2 separate regions of the Mus musculus genome follow, and region 1 is linked to region 2. A link is a contact called in public Hi-C data. All regions are on one chromosome and are shown on one strand. The core of a region is the stretch at or near the end of the contact, and the rest is flanking DNA. Distances in the headings are between cores, read along the strand shown. Region 1 has its middle 120 kb from the start of Gm45957. Region 2 overlaps Gucy1a2 (guanylate cyclase 1, soluble, alpha 2).

Region 1 (7,066 bases), core at 4,228-6,727, 150 kb before region 2:
GGTTTCAATTCCCCTGTAGTTAAGCTTTAAAAAGGGACGAAGATAATTAATATTACCTAACAATTTTTGAAACTCAGTTAAAGTTTATAAGCTGTTCCTGCGAATAACTATCTTCTGGGGGGGAAAACAGCTCGATTTGTAAGTCTAAAACCCAAATAATAATAAGGATCCTGAGTTTGTATCTTCTCAGGAGATATCTGTAGTCCTTTATCAGTTAAGGCCTTTTATAAGTCTCTATAACACAAAAGCAAATCCTGGGGGTCTTTTCCAGGCAACCCAGGACAAATTCTTAATTGTCCAAAAACAGTCTTCTTAAAGGAACAGCATTGTTTCTTATGAGTTTTATATTCATAAACAATTGCAAATTTGAGAATTTATAGTATCTGAGGCATGAACAATTTTAAGCAATTGTAAGCTCTGAGATATATATTGATAAATATACAAATTAAAGCTTGATTATTCAACATTTTAAAACCCCATCTACAGCACAGAAATTAATTAACTGTGCTGAAGCAGGAGGAAACTTAAAAGAATAAGCTTGTGATCCAATTCACATATGCTTTTCTCCTATAGAAGGGCCATTTTTAAACAGAGTAAATGGGATGCATGCATGCATGAATTTATGTTGGTGGAATTGCAGGCTTGTACAACCACTCTGGAAATCAGTCTGGCGGTTCCTCAGAAAATTGGACATAGTACTACCGGAGGATCCAGCAATACCTCTCCTGGGCATTTATCCAGAAGATGCCCCAACTAGTAAGAAGGACACATGCTCCACTATCTTCATAGCAGCCTTATTTATAATAGCCAGAAGCTGGAAAGAACCCAGATGCCCCTCAACAGAGGAATGGATACAGAAAATGTGGTACATCTACACAATGGAGTACTACTCAGCTATTAAAAAGAATGAATTTATGAAATTCCTAGCCAAATGGATGGACCTGGAGGGCATCATCCTGAGTGAGGTAACACATTCACAAAGGAACTCACACAATATGTACTCACTGATAAGTGGATATTAGCCCCAAACCTAGGATTTCCAAGATATAAGGTACAATTTGCTAAACACATGAAACTCAAGAAGAATGAAGACTGAAGTGTGGACACTATGCCCCTCCTTATAATTGGGAACAAAACACCCATGGAAGGAGTTACAGAGACAAAGTTTGGAGCTGAGATGAAAGGATGGACCATGTAGAGACTGCCATATCCAGGGATCCACCCCATAATCAGCATCCAAACGCTGACACCATTGCATACACTAGCAAGATTTTATTGAAAGGACCCAGATGTAGCTATCTCTTGTGAGACTATGCCGGGGCCTAGCAAACACAGAAGTGGATGCTCACAGTGAGCTAATGGATGGATCACAGGGCCCCCAATGGAGGAGCTAGAGAAAGAACCCAAGGAGTTAAAGGGATCTGCAACCCTATAGGTGGAACAACATTATGAACTAACCAGTACCCCAGAGCTCTTGACTCTAGCTGCATATGTAACAAAAGATGGCCTAATCGGCCAACACTGGAAAGAGAGGCCCATAGGACACGTAAACTTTATATGCTCCAGTACAGGGGAACGCCAGGGCCAAAAAGGGGGAGTGGGTGGGTAGGGGAGTGGGGGTGGGTGGGTACGCGGGGCCTTTTGGTATAGCATTGGAAATGTAAATGAGCTAAATACCTAATAAAAAAATGGAAAAAAAAAGAAGCATGCATAAAAACAATTTTTAACTTATCTTTAGGATAATGATTATCAATTTTATTTAAAATTATGGTATGCAATAGATCAAATATTGATATTCTGTAATAACCAAATTAATTGCTCTTTTGAACAAGGAACACTTATGTTCTTAAGACACAATTTTTGTTATAGGTTTTCTAAAATATACAAATTTATCTTACAATTCCTTATTAGCACCAAAGTCGCCTTAATAGGGTGTTAAAACTTTACTTTGAGGTGAAGGAGGATGGTTTTACAACAATGTTTTTTTTCTTGCCAAAGAATTGCTGTGTGCACAAAACTAAAATAAGCTGGCAATATATAATTACCATTGATTATAATTGATAATAATTATAAAAGCTTCCTTTATTTTTTGCAAAGCCTTTTGTTCTTTGCCAGTTAATTTGTATCTCACTTAATAGCACCTAACAAAGGCTTAAGTTCTCCTGTGGTGAGTTTAAGGTTAAGTCTTAGCCAATTAACATCTCCTGGAAGCTTTTGAAAATAAAGTTTTGAAGCAAATCGATTTTTCGTTCTTAGATTTTCTGTACCACAATTTTATAGTATAACTAAAACCCTAAATATTAAAAAGATACTGACTCTGAATCTTTTCTGGAGAAACAGCTACTCCCCAGAACTTAAAAAGTCCTTGTGTGAGAGCAAAGATTTAAAGCAAACTTCCCTTGAGAGGCATTAGCTAATAAAAAACTTTCCACTTAGGAAACAATATACACTGAATGATTCAAACTCTTAGCTTCTTGTATAGCAGCAGAAACAATAAGAATTTCTCTTACATGAGGTAAAGCTATACAAGCCACACATAGAGGCAAAATTTTCCAGTGATTACAAGCTCACTAGAAGGTAACCCTGTATCATGCAAGGAAAAATATGAACCTTTAAACCTATTATAACTTTACATGAAGTAGGCAAGCCAGATTGTAATGCCTTTATAAGTTCTATAGTCTGATTGACCCTTTTGTAAACTTTGAATTTGAACTTTATTTAGAACAAAATCTGGATAGATCTGCTACAATGTTCTTTTAGCTAAAAGAAATTTTCCCTGAAGGCAAGGAGAGGCAAGTTTCAAGAGCTTCCTTTGGCACTGTTTGCAAGACAAAAGAAAGTCACACAAGCCCCTCAGAGGCTGCTCTGAGCTTTGTTCCTTTTGAAGTGAGGACAGATTTCAGCATTTTTAAGTTTCTTTTGCAATATTAGACTATAACTACAACTTTGGGAAATTTTAATTATAATTTTTAAGTTTTTTAATGCAATGTTAGAATATATATATATATATATATATATATATATATATATATATATATATAAAACGTTTGGTGAGCAAAACCCAATCTTAAACAATTTAAACAATTTATCATCTTTAAAATCAATACTAGAAACATCAATATCATGTTATGAAGTTTGGCTGCCAATATATACATATGAATACATGACAGTGCATATTTTAATGCTTCATTAAAGAGACTTTTTTTTTTTTTAGAAAATCTTATCTCTATAAGTCTACTTTCTAGGATAAGAATTAATTAAATATTATCGCAATTTAGAAGTATCATAGAGGCCTAGTTTTCTGAGCTGGTTTTTGCCACGTGTTGTTATTTAAAACGACACCAATCCTGAGTTACCAATTTAAAGTTAACTTTCTAGTAACCAGTGTTACTCCTTTTTGATCATACCCAATAACTATAAGCCAATATTTTATGACCAAGACATGCAGAGCATATTTACACCTTTAAGACCAGTCAAAAACCAAATTAAGTGGCTACATGAATCTTATAAATTTAGACCAATCAAAGAATTTTACTTTTTATAGCTATAATTTTAAGATAAAAAGCACTTTGTCAATTGCTGAACCCAATTGTAGAGAATATTCTAGGAAAAAAACCAACTATCAGCTTTTTTGCCTTAGAACTAAGAAGCTTCATACTCTTTTTTATTTTATTTATTTATTTATTTATTTATTTATTTATTTATTTATTTAGTAAACTGTTTTTCAGCAGGAGCTTCCTTGCTTTGCATCCTGGCTACATGCAGGGCAAATTAAATCAGCCTCTGCTGGGTAGACTGACTAAATCAAGAGATTGAAAGCGAGCATATGAAGTTTTAACTATTTTTCTTTTTCAACATGAAACATAAAACATAAAACATAAAACAACAGTCATTCATACAACGAAACAAAGACAGATGAGAACTGACACATGAACATATGTTTGTGTTTGGTGCACCAAACACAAACAACACAGAGATTATAGAGAACTTGATGTAACCAAATCTAAGTGTGTCTCCTTTAGGGGCCAGACAGAAGGCCAGACGTCTCCAGATTTCCCTGTGTTGCTGGGAGAGTTCTGAAATCCAGTTTCCTTCTGTCTTTTTGTTTGTTTGTTTTTTGGGTTTTGGGTTTTGGTTTTTTGTTTTTCTTTTTTCTTTTTTCAAAGTTATTTGATATATATTACTATATATTTAACATACATTTAATTACATTGTTAAATGTATAGTATTAAGTATATATATATATTATTAGGTATTTATTTCATTTACATTTCCAATGCTATCCCAAAAGTCCTCCACCTGCTCCCCCACCCACTCCCCCACCCACTCCCCCACCCATCCACTCCCACTTCTTGGCCCTGGCGTTCCCCTGTACTGAGGCAGATAAAGTTTGCATGACCAATGGGCCTCTCCACTGATGGCCGACTAGGCCATCTTCTGATATATATGCAGCTAGAGACACGAGCTCTGGTGGGTTCTGGGTAGTTCATTTTGTTGTTCCACCTATAGGGTTGCAGACCCCTTCAGCTCCTTGGGTACTTTCTCTAGCTCCTCCATTGGGGGCCCTGTGATCCATCCAATAGCTTACTGTGAGCATCCACTTCTGTGTTTGCTAGGCCCCAGCATAGTCACACAAGAGACACTATATCTGGGTCCTTTCAGCAAAAAATTGCTGGTGTATGCAATGGTGTCAGCGTTTGGAGGTTTTTTTGTTTTTCGAGACAGGGTTTCTCTGTATAGCCCTGGCTGTCCTGGAACTCACTTTGTAGACCAGGCTGGCCTCGAACTCAAAAATCTGCCTGCCTATGCCTCCTGAGAGCTGGGATTAAAGGCATGTGCCACCTGATCGATCTCTCTCTCTCTCTCTCTCTCTCTCTCTCTCTCTCTCTCCCCCTATTTTTTTTTTTGAATTTTATTTATTTTATTTTATTATTTTAAGCCCTACTCCTCTCGCCTGATGCAGTTCCTGACAGCGGACAAATGCCTGTTTTCTTTTCACTCCCATTTTCCACCATCAACCCCTAGCTGATATAAGCACTGGGCCAACGCTGACTCAGTCTAGCCTGAATCCCTTTGCACCTACCGCAACAATTTCGAAAAGATGAAGTTTAAAGCCAGCGCTAGCATGAAAAAAAAGTGTTGCTCACTGTGCCTTATACATCTTCTTAATCTTTCTTGTAGAGCTCTACTAAGACAGTGTTCTCTCAGTTGATCCATCCATACTCCTGTCACTGTTCGGACACCACCTGTAGCCGCCTGCGGCCAAGCTAATTGAGTTCCTGAGTGAGAAGCTGGGGCTGTATGGAAGGAAACATCGAAAGAAATAATGGAGGCCAAGACTTGTTTCTGTTCAAAGCCCCAGAGTTTACTATGAGTCTGTGCTTATAAAGAATGGAGGCCCATCCCTTGCTGATCCATTCTAGGTGCCAGTTACCAGCCTGTAGGCGATCTGCCAGATGCTATCTCTGGAATGTCTCAAGAGCCTCTCAGCAGGTAGCAGTGTCTTGGAGAAGAGCAGCAGCAGGTGACAGAACAATAGAGCCATGTAAGTCAGAAGGCTCCACCCCAGGTGATCTCATACTCAGTGGCCTGGAGGTCTGAATCAGCCTGCTTCAAGGCTGGGGAAACTACAACAATCCACAATAAACTCACTTTATGTGTTGCTAGGGATGGATTTCATGACTTTCTGCATGCCAGATAAGTACTCTGACAAAATAACTTTTTTTTTTCAGTTGACAAAGTTGGTGAAAACATTTAAGCATATATTTATGCCTCTACTATTGAAAACTTACTGCTTCTAATACCTAAACAGGATTTTTCTTTTTTGTTTATGTTTGTTTGTTTGTTTTGTCTTTGTTTTTTGTTCCTGCTAAATAGGAAATATATTAAATGATTAAAATACTTTAAAATATATTCCTTTATTTTTAACTTACAAAGATGAATCTAAAGGTAGAAATCAACAATTTTGTCCCTAGCTTTACAAAGCATATAGCCCAGTTTCACTGACATTCTTCAAGTCACATTGACATACTGGAAGTCACATACTTCCTTTCAAAAATAAGAACCAATATACATCTAAGTAATGAATCGATTGTTAAAAATGTATGGATTTAAGTTATTGATTTGTGTTGTTTTTTGTTTGTTTGTCTGTTTATTTTTTAATTAATGCAGTACAATTTGTTCTAGTAGACTGCTCCTGGGAAGGAGGGTTGCCCTAAATGTTGCCCAGACTTTGCACCATTAAATAAAGCTCAGTTTTTCCACTCCCAGCAGCAAGGGAATATTAATAGGTACTTTGCTTGGGTGTGACTTTGTACCATATTTTCACTTCCATACTGGAATTTCATCTTGTTTGGGCTTACACAGGTTTTGTGAATACTGTCATAATCTCCATATGTTGATGTAGGAGAAAGAGAAAGATATTAGGAACATGATGAAGAGAGAAATTGGATAGAGCCTTCAGGTGGTGAAGAAGTTTGTGGAGGGAACTAAAAATGATCAGAATAAATTATATAAAAATTTAAAATAATAAAAGTATAATTAGAAAAGTAAAGCCTAGATGATAGGCAGAAAGGGAATCTGAATAAAAAATATCAGTATTCCTCTGTGAAGAAGTAGGTGTATATTTCTGTCAGTAGTGATAATGGTTTTATGTATAAAATAATTAGGTGGGATGCTATTGGCTTAGTAACAAAGAATGTGACTTTGAAGTATGAATTTACTTCTTTTTAGCCACAGCAATATGTAAGAAGTAATTTTATTCCAGTTGGCAACAGATTTCATATTAGGAAACTTGCAGTAATAATATCTATTCTTCCTACATAAGGTCAAGACCCTGAAAACTTTAAAATGCTTTAAAATTGAGACACTGTAAAAGGTGATTCATCAAATATTAGATAACAGATGAAATAATAGCTTTATATTAACCTGTATTTATTATTGATCTCAGCAATTCTGTTTCTTTTTCAAACTAAAACAGAGAATTAGACCTACTTTAAGGAATTTTGACTGCTTTGACTCTATTTTTTTAAAATATTTTTTTTTATTTACATTTCAAATGTTATCC
Region 2 (6,878 bases), core at 4,242-6,741:
CTTCTCCAAGACACTGCTACCTGTTGATAGGCCCTTGAGATATTCTGGACACAGCATCTGGCAGATCAGCTACAGGCTGGTGACAGGCACCAAGAATGGATTGACGGGGGATGGGCCTCCCCTCTTTATAAGCACGGTCTCTTAGTAAACTCTCGGGCCTTGATCAGAAATGTGTCTTGGCCTCCATTATTTCTCTCGCCATTTTCTTCCATACAGCTCTGGCCTCCCACTCAGGAGCCCAGTTAGTGTGGCCGCAGGCAGTTACAGGTGGTGCCCGAACAGTGACCTGAGTACGGGTGGATCAACCGAGAGAACACTGTTTTGGTAGAGCTCTACAAGAAAGATTAAGAAGAAGATGTATCCAGCACAGTGAGCAACACTTTGTATTCATGCTAGCGCTGGCTTTAAACTTCATCATTTTGAAATTGTTGGGGTAGTGCAAAGGGATACAGGCTAGACTGAGTCAGCATTGGCCTATCACTGATATCAGCTAGGGGTTGACAGTGGAAATTGGGGGTGAAAAGAAAACAGGCATTTGTTCATGGTCAAGAACTGCATCAGGCAAGATATTAGGGCTTAAAATAATAAAATAAAATAAAAATAGTAAAATTAAAAAAAAAAAACCCACATAGGGAGAGAAAGAGATCAAGAGAGAAGGAAAATGGATTTCAGAACTCTCCCAGGGACACAGGGGAATCCGGAGATGTCCAGCCTTCTCTCTGGTCCCTACAGGAGACACTTTTAGATTTGGTTACATCAAGTTCTCTACCTTCTCTGTGTTGTTTCTGTTTGGTGCACCAATATATGTTCATGTGTCAATTCATGTCTGTCTTTGTTTTGTTGTATGGATGACTGTTGTTTTATGTTTCATGTTGAAAAAGAAAAATGGTTAAAACTTTATCTGCTGGCTTTCCATCTCTTGATTTAGTCAGTTTACACAGCGAAGGAAGGCTGATTTAATTTGCCCTGCACTGTAGCCAGGAATGACGCACAGCAGGGAAGCTCCTGGTGAAGAACTGTTTTTTTCTTGTTTGTTTGTTTTTTTGTTTGTTTGTTTTGTTGTTGTTGTTTTTTCTTTAAGAAAAGGAGTCTGCAGCTTCTTAGTTCTAAGGCAAATAATCTGATAGTTGTTTTTTTCCCAGAAAATTCTCTACAATTGGGTTCAGCAATTGACAAAGTGCTTATTATCTTAAAATTATAGCTATAAAAAGTAAAATTATTTAATTAGTCTAAATTTATAAGATTCGTGGAGCCACTTAATTTGGTTTTTGACTGGTCTTAAAGGTATAAATATGCTCTGTATGTCTTGGTCATAAAATATTGGCTTATAAATTATTGGGTATGATCAAAAAGGTATAACATTGGTTACAAGAAAGTCAGCTTTAAATTGGTAACTCAGAATTTGAGTAATTTTAAATAACAACACGTGGTAAAAACCAGCCCAGAAAACTAGGCCTCTAGGATACTTCTAAATTGAGATAATATTTTATGAAATTTTTATCCTAGAAAGTAGACTTAAAACAATGTCTCTTTAATGAAGCATTAAAAGTTGCACTGTCATGCATTTATATGTATAAATTGGCAGCCAAACTTTGTAACATGATATTGATGTTTCTAGTATTGAGTTTAAAGATGATAAATTGTTTAAAATTGGGATTTGCTCACCAAAAGTTATATATATATTCTAAAGTTGCATTTAAAAACTTAAATTATAGTTAAAATTGCCAATGTTCCATTGATTGCAGCTTGCAGTTTGATTGCAAATTTAAGATCTTTAATTCACCTATGTATTTTAATTAGGATAATTACACGAGTAATCATCTGATTAGAGCACTAATAAAGCTCTCTGTGGCCATACAATTATACCAAGCTCAGAGCAGCCTCAGCAGGGCTTGTGTGGCTTTCTTTTGTTTTGCAAACAGTGCCTAGGGAAGTTCTTGCCTGCCTTCAGGGGAATTTCTTTTTAGAAAAAAAAAATTGTTGCAGATCTATCCAGATGTTGTTCTAAATAATGCTTAAATTCAGAATTTATAAAAGTTCCATCTAGCTGTAGAATTTATCAAGACATTACAATCTGGCTTGCCTACTTTATATAAAATTATTATAGATTGAAAAGTTTGTTTTTTTTCTTTGCATTCTGATAATTATAAATGGTTTGCTTCTAGTGAACTGGTGATCACTGGAAAATTTTGCCTCTAGGTATGGCTAATATAGCTTTACATTATGTAAGAAAAAATTTATTGTCTCTGCTTCTATACAAGAAGCTAAGAGTTTGAATCTTTCAGTGTGGAATGTATTTAATTAGCTAATTCCTCTAAAAGGAAGTTTACTTCAAATCTTTGCTCTTACACAGTGAGCTTTAAAGTTCTGGGGAGTAGCTGTTGCTCCAGAAAAGAGTCAGAGGCAACATCTTTATAATATTTCGGGTTTTAGTTATACTAGAAAATTGTGGTACAGAAAATCTAAGAAAGAAAAATTGATTTGCTTCAAAATTTTATTTTCAAAAGCTTCTAGGAGATGTTAATTGGCTAAGACCTCACCTTAAGGTCTCAAAGTGACTTAAACCTTTGTTGGATGTTATCTCTAGAGACACAAATTAACTAGTAAAGACCAAAAGGCTTTGCAGAAAGTAAAGGAAGCTTCTATAATTGTTACCAGTTATAATCAATGGTAATGAAATACTACCTGCTTATTTTAGTTATGGTTATTAAATTTGCCCACAGCAATTCTTTGGCAAAAGAAAACATTAATGTAAAATCATCTTTCTTCACCTCAAAGAAAAGTTTTAACATCCTATTATAAGGCTGCTTTGGTGCTACATAAGAATTGTAAGATAAATTCATATATTTTAGAAAAACTATAACAAAAATCATGTCTTAAAAACCTGACAAAGTGTCTGTTCCTTGTTCCAAACAGCAATTAAATTGGTCATTGCAGAATATTGATATTTGGCCTATTGTATACCATCATTTTAAATAAAATTGATAATCACTATCCTAAAGATAAGTTAAAAATTGTTTTTATTTATGCTTTTGTATCTCCTGTAAATTTATGCATGCATGCATCCCATTTACTGTATTTAAAAACAGCCCTTCTATGGGAAAAAGTATATGTGAATTGGATCACATGTTTATTCGTTTGAGTTTCTTCCTGCTTCAACACAAATAATTAAATTGTGTGCTGTAGACAGTGTTGTAAAATGTTGAATAATCAAGCTTTAATTTGTATATTAATAGTCAATATATATCTCAGAACTTACAATTGCTTAAAATTGTTTGCTCCTCAGATACTATAAATTCTCAAATTTGCAATTGTTTATGCATATACAACTCATAAGAAAAAATGCTGTTCTTTTAAGAAGACTGGTTTTGGACATTTAAAAATTTGTCCTAGATTGCCTGGACCTCTTAAGGCAATGCCCTGCTAGATTTATATCCCAGCCAGATTACAGGCCTTACACAAAAATAATTGGCCATATAATCTCGTTCTTTACATCATCAAAATAGTAATGGCTTAAGATAATATTTTGGTATTTTTAGAGACTGTGCATGTCAAATTGTAAAAAATGCGTTCTTAGTGTCCTCAGTTTCTACCTGTTTCCACATAATGGTGTTAGTTCTTGGGGACTTATACTTAGTTACTTGCTGCAAATGGATACTCTTATTTCTGATAAATAAATAAATAAATAAATAAATAAATAAATAAATAAAGCACATGTGGCCATTAATACCTTTTCAAGCTTTCTAGTTACAACTGCTCTACAAAAGAAACAACTAAAAGTGTAGTTAGCTATTGCCTATGTTAATTTTTTTTATATACTTGTTGTTCCAAATCAGATTAAAACAGATAATGGAACTGGCTTTATAGCCAGTATTTGAGATGTTTTCTCAACAATTTAATGTTACCCATGCTACTAAGACTTTTTATAATTCTCAAAGACAAGGTATTGTGGGACTTTAAAAACTGTATCTTCTTAAAAAACAAAAAAAGGGAGTAATTATATCCCCATGCACATTATTTAAATCACATTTTTATTTTTAAAATTTGGATGTCAACTTACTAAATGCCTTATAGTATCTTAAAAGTAGACATAATCATGAAAAGGATCTACTTCTTGGCATATGGCTTGATCCTGAACAGCTACCCTATATTGGGGAAGAAGGAAAGCTTAGGTTTTCTCCACGGAATGCTGCAGAAGCATGACAACTGCCAGAATGATTTATGTGACAGGCCGAGCTGTGAGTTCACTGAGTGCCCTGATGGTGTTGACAAGAAAGCTTATTTGGGTATATGTTTTTGACCCACCCTTGCTTGCCTTTGTCCCATATTGGACAAGCTAAGCTGCCTTGCTTCAAGCTTTTTAACCTTATGGGACAGAGAACATTAGAGGCCGTGGAATCTGACTTAAAAAAAAATTAGTCATAAGTAGGAGTTATAATGATTCTTCTCTTTCCTTTAATGTCCACCAGTTATTCTAACTCAATCTTGGACTGGTGTAGTAATAATTCCAATATTAGATATTCCTATTATGAATATAGCTAAAAATCTTTATTAGCTAGTAAAGTTAAGTTGGAATTTACATGAGAAACAGCCTTTCTGTTGATTCTCAAAGCCACCTCTCCTACACCAGGATGCCAGAGTTTGAACCTGATCATTGCTAATTTGCAACTGAATAGAGTACCTGGACTTCCCCAAAGAAGCTTTTATCTTGTTGTTTTTCAACTGTCTAGACTTTGTTTTTCCAAGCAGATCAGTCAATGCCATACAGCCTGTCTACAGCAAACATGCAGCCTCTCCTCCAGCAAGCACAGGTGGCAGAAATTCATCGATATGAAGAAGCATAATTTTTTGTTTCTTTGTTTTTGTTTTTTGAGACAGGGTTTCTTTGTATAGCCCTCCTGGACCTTACTTTGTAGACCAGGCTGGCCTCGAATTCAGAAATCCACCTGCCTCTGCCTCCCAAGTGCTGGGATTAAAGGCATGCACCACCACACCTGTTTTGTTTGTTTGTTTGTTGTTTTGTATATATTGTGGCTTTGGTCTGATTTGGGAATAAGGTGTACTATGAGGGCCAGTTAGCCAATGTCGGGCAACCAGATTTCTGAACTATATCAATCTAAGACAGAGGTATATGCCAAGAGGCCATGATTTATTAATAATACACCACAGAGCCATGTTTGTGCAAAATAAACACAAACAAGGTCCATATATTCTCCTTGACGGATAAGAATAGTTCATGGAAAAATCTGAGTCCCCAAAACAGGTGCGGCCGCCAGCCACCATAATTCCCAGGCAGGACTATGGAGCATAAATAAATGTTATGCCCCAGTCCAGCTAATTTTTATTAAATATTTAGGGAGGAATTGGAGCCTCCCCCAGCTTTGAAGCAGGCTGATTCAGACCTCACTGCCCCTGAGTATAAGACCACTTGGGGTGGAACCTTCTGACTTAGATGGCTCTATTGTTCTGTCACCTGACACCGCTCTTCTCCAAGACACTGCTACCTGCTGAGAGGCCCTTGAGATTTTCTGGAGACAGCATCTGGCAGATCACCTAAAGGCTGGTGACAGGCACCAAGAATGGATAGATGGGGATGGGCCTCCCCTCTTTATAAACACAGATTCTTAGTGAACTTTGGGGTCTTGAACAGAAATGTGTCTTGGCCTCCATTATTTCTCTCGCTGTTTCCTTACATACGGCTCCAGCCTCCCACTCAGGAACCCAGTTAGTGTGGCCGCTGGCAGTTACTTGTGTGTGTGTGTGTGTGTGTGTGTGTGTGTGTGTGTGTGTGTGTGTTTGTGTGTGTCTTGTGTCTTCACAAAATTTATGAATTAGTTTTTGTAGTGGTCATTTCTTGCTAGTTTGATTTGATCCCTCTCTTTCATGTCAAAGCACTGAAAAAAATGAACAGTATCTTTGCAACTTTCTTTCTATTCAAGTGTGATGTGGTAATGAACCAGCCACAGGCAGCTCAGATAGAAGCAAACTCCAAAACAGAACTTTGATATATTCAAAGATCTAACACCAAAGTGGTGTTGATATTACTGATTCAGTCCTAAACTGTGAGCCTCATTACCAGAAAGTTACAGTTGAGTTAAATGATACGACAGTTGAAACTTTGGAAGTGGTTTCTATGTTCACACTGCTGTACTCTGAAACCTCTCCTGATACCTTTCAGCAAGAGCTACGAGAGAGCAGCCTATGGGTATGATCCTAGTCTTGGTAACCATAAAATTACAGCAGCATTGCTGAGCTCATACCACTTCTCTCTCAAGCACTTAGTGGGCACCCAGTGACACCCTCCCAGCCTGCCACAGCTGAAGGACCTTATGGATAAGATAGGTTGAGTCAGCACCCAAAATATCCTCATGAGAGAAGATACCCCAAAGGGATCTTGCAGCAGCAGTTTCTGCTGGACTAGATGTTCCCTACGTGGGGAGATATCAATTTAATCTTTATATTAACATAGTATCATAAGAAATGTTTGTGTGAGTAAATCCAAACATAATCACAAGACAAATTACAAATGACCAATGCCTCTCAGGACTTGTACTTTTGGCAGCATTGGAGAATTTTACCTCAACTTTCCTGATTTTTCAATAAAAAATTATACTCCAGGAAAGGATAAAGATAAACCCAAATGTTCACTCTGCTGTTTTCTGGGTATCTTTTCCCTAAGGAATTCATTTGAAGTTATCATGACATTCAGCACTATTCAGAGACTAAGTACTAGACAAATTCCTTGGTGGGCAGATAAGGAGAAGAGCCTCACCCAGGTGACAAATTTCCAAGACCACTGGCTTCTTCCTCACTCTCCTAACTTTTGACAAAAGCCATGCAGCTTAAAACAAAGGCTTTATTAGATTTTTTTTTCTACC

Evidence for each region. A called contact is a pair of places that touch in the nucleus more often than the background predicts.
Region 1: a contact with region 2 is called in a Hi-C map of embryonic stem cells, with 2.4 times the contacts expected there. The contact joins two enhancer-like sites. A contact is called at or near these places in 2 of 484 Hi-C or Micro-C datasets (differentiating embryonic stem cells and embryonic stem cells), 3 of 115 datasets of contacts at active chromatin or transcription factors (embryonic stem cells and stem cell-derived neural progenitor cells) and 1 of 9 other capture datasets (embryonic stem cells).

Annotation. Positions count from the first base shown.
Region 1 is chr9:4,018,717-4,025,782 of GRCm38.p6, reverse strand. No RefSeq gene overlaps it. Among named protein-coding and RNA genes, the nearest start is that of Gm45957, 120 kb to the left of the region's middle. Within about 2 kb of position 5,477, at least 12 of the 459 cell types and tissues checked have an H3K27ac peak or open chromatin away from gene starts, as enhancers often do. A contact at or near this core is called in differentiating embryonic stem cells and embryonic stem cells, where this site is marked.
Region 2 is chr9:3,870,019-3,876,896 of GRCm38.p6, reverse strand. The region is part of intron 7 of Gucy1a2 (guanylate cyclase 1, soluble, alpha 2); the gene reads right to left. Among named protein-coding and RNA genes, the nearest start is that of Gm45957, 270 kb to the left of the region's middle. Within about 2 kb of position 5,491, at least 15 of the 459 cell types and tissues checked have an H3K27ac peak or open chromatin away from gene starts, as enhancers often do. A contact at or near this core is called in differentiating embryonic stem cells and embryonic stem cells, where this site is marked.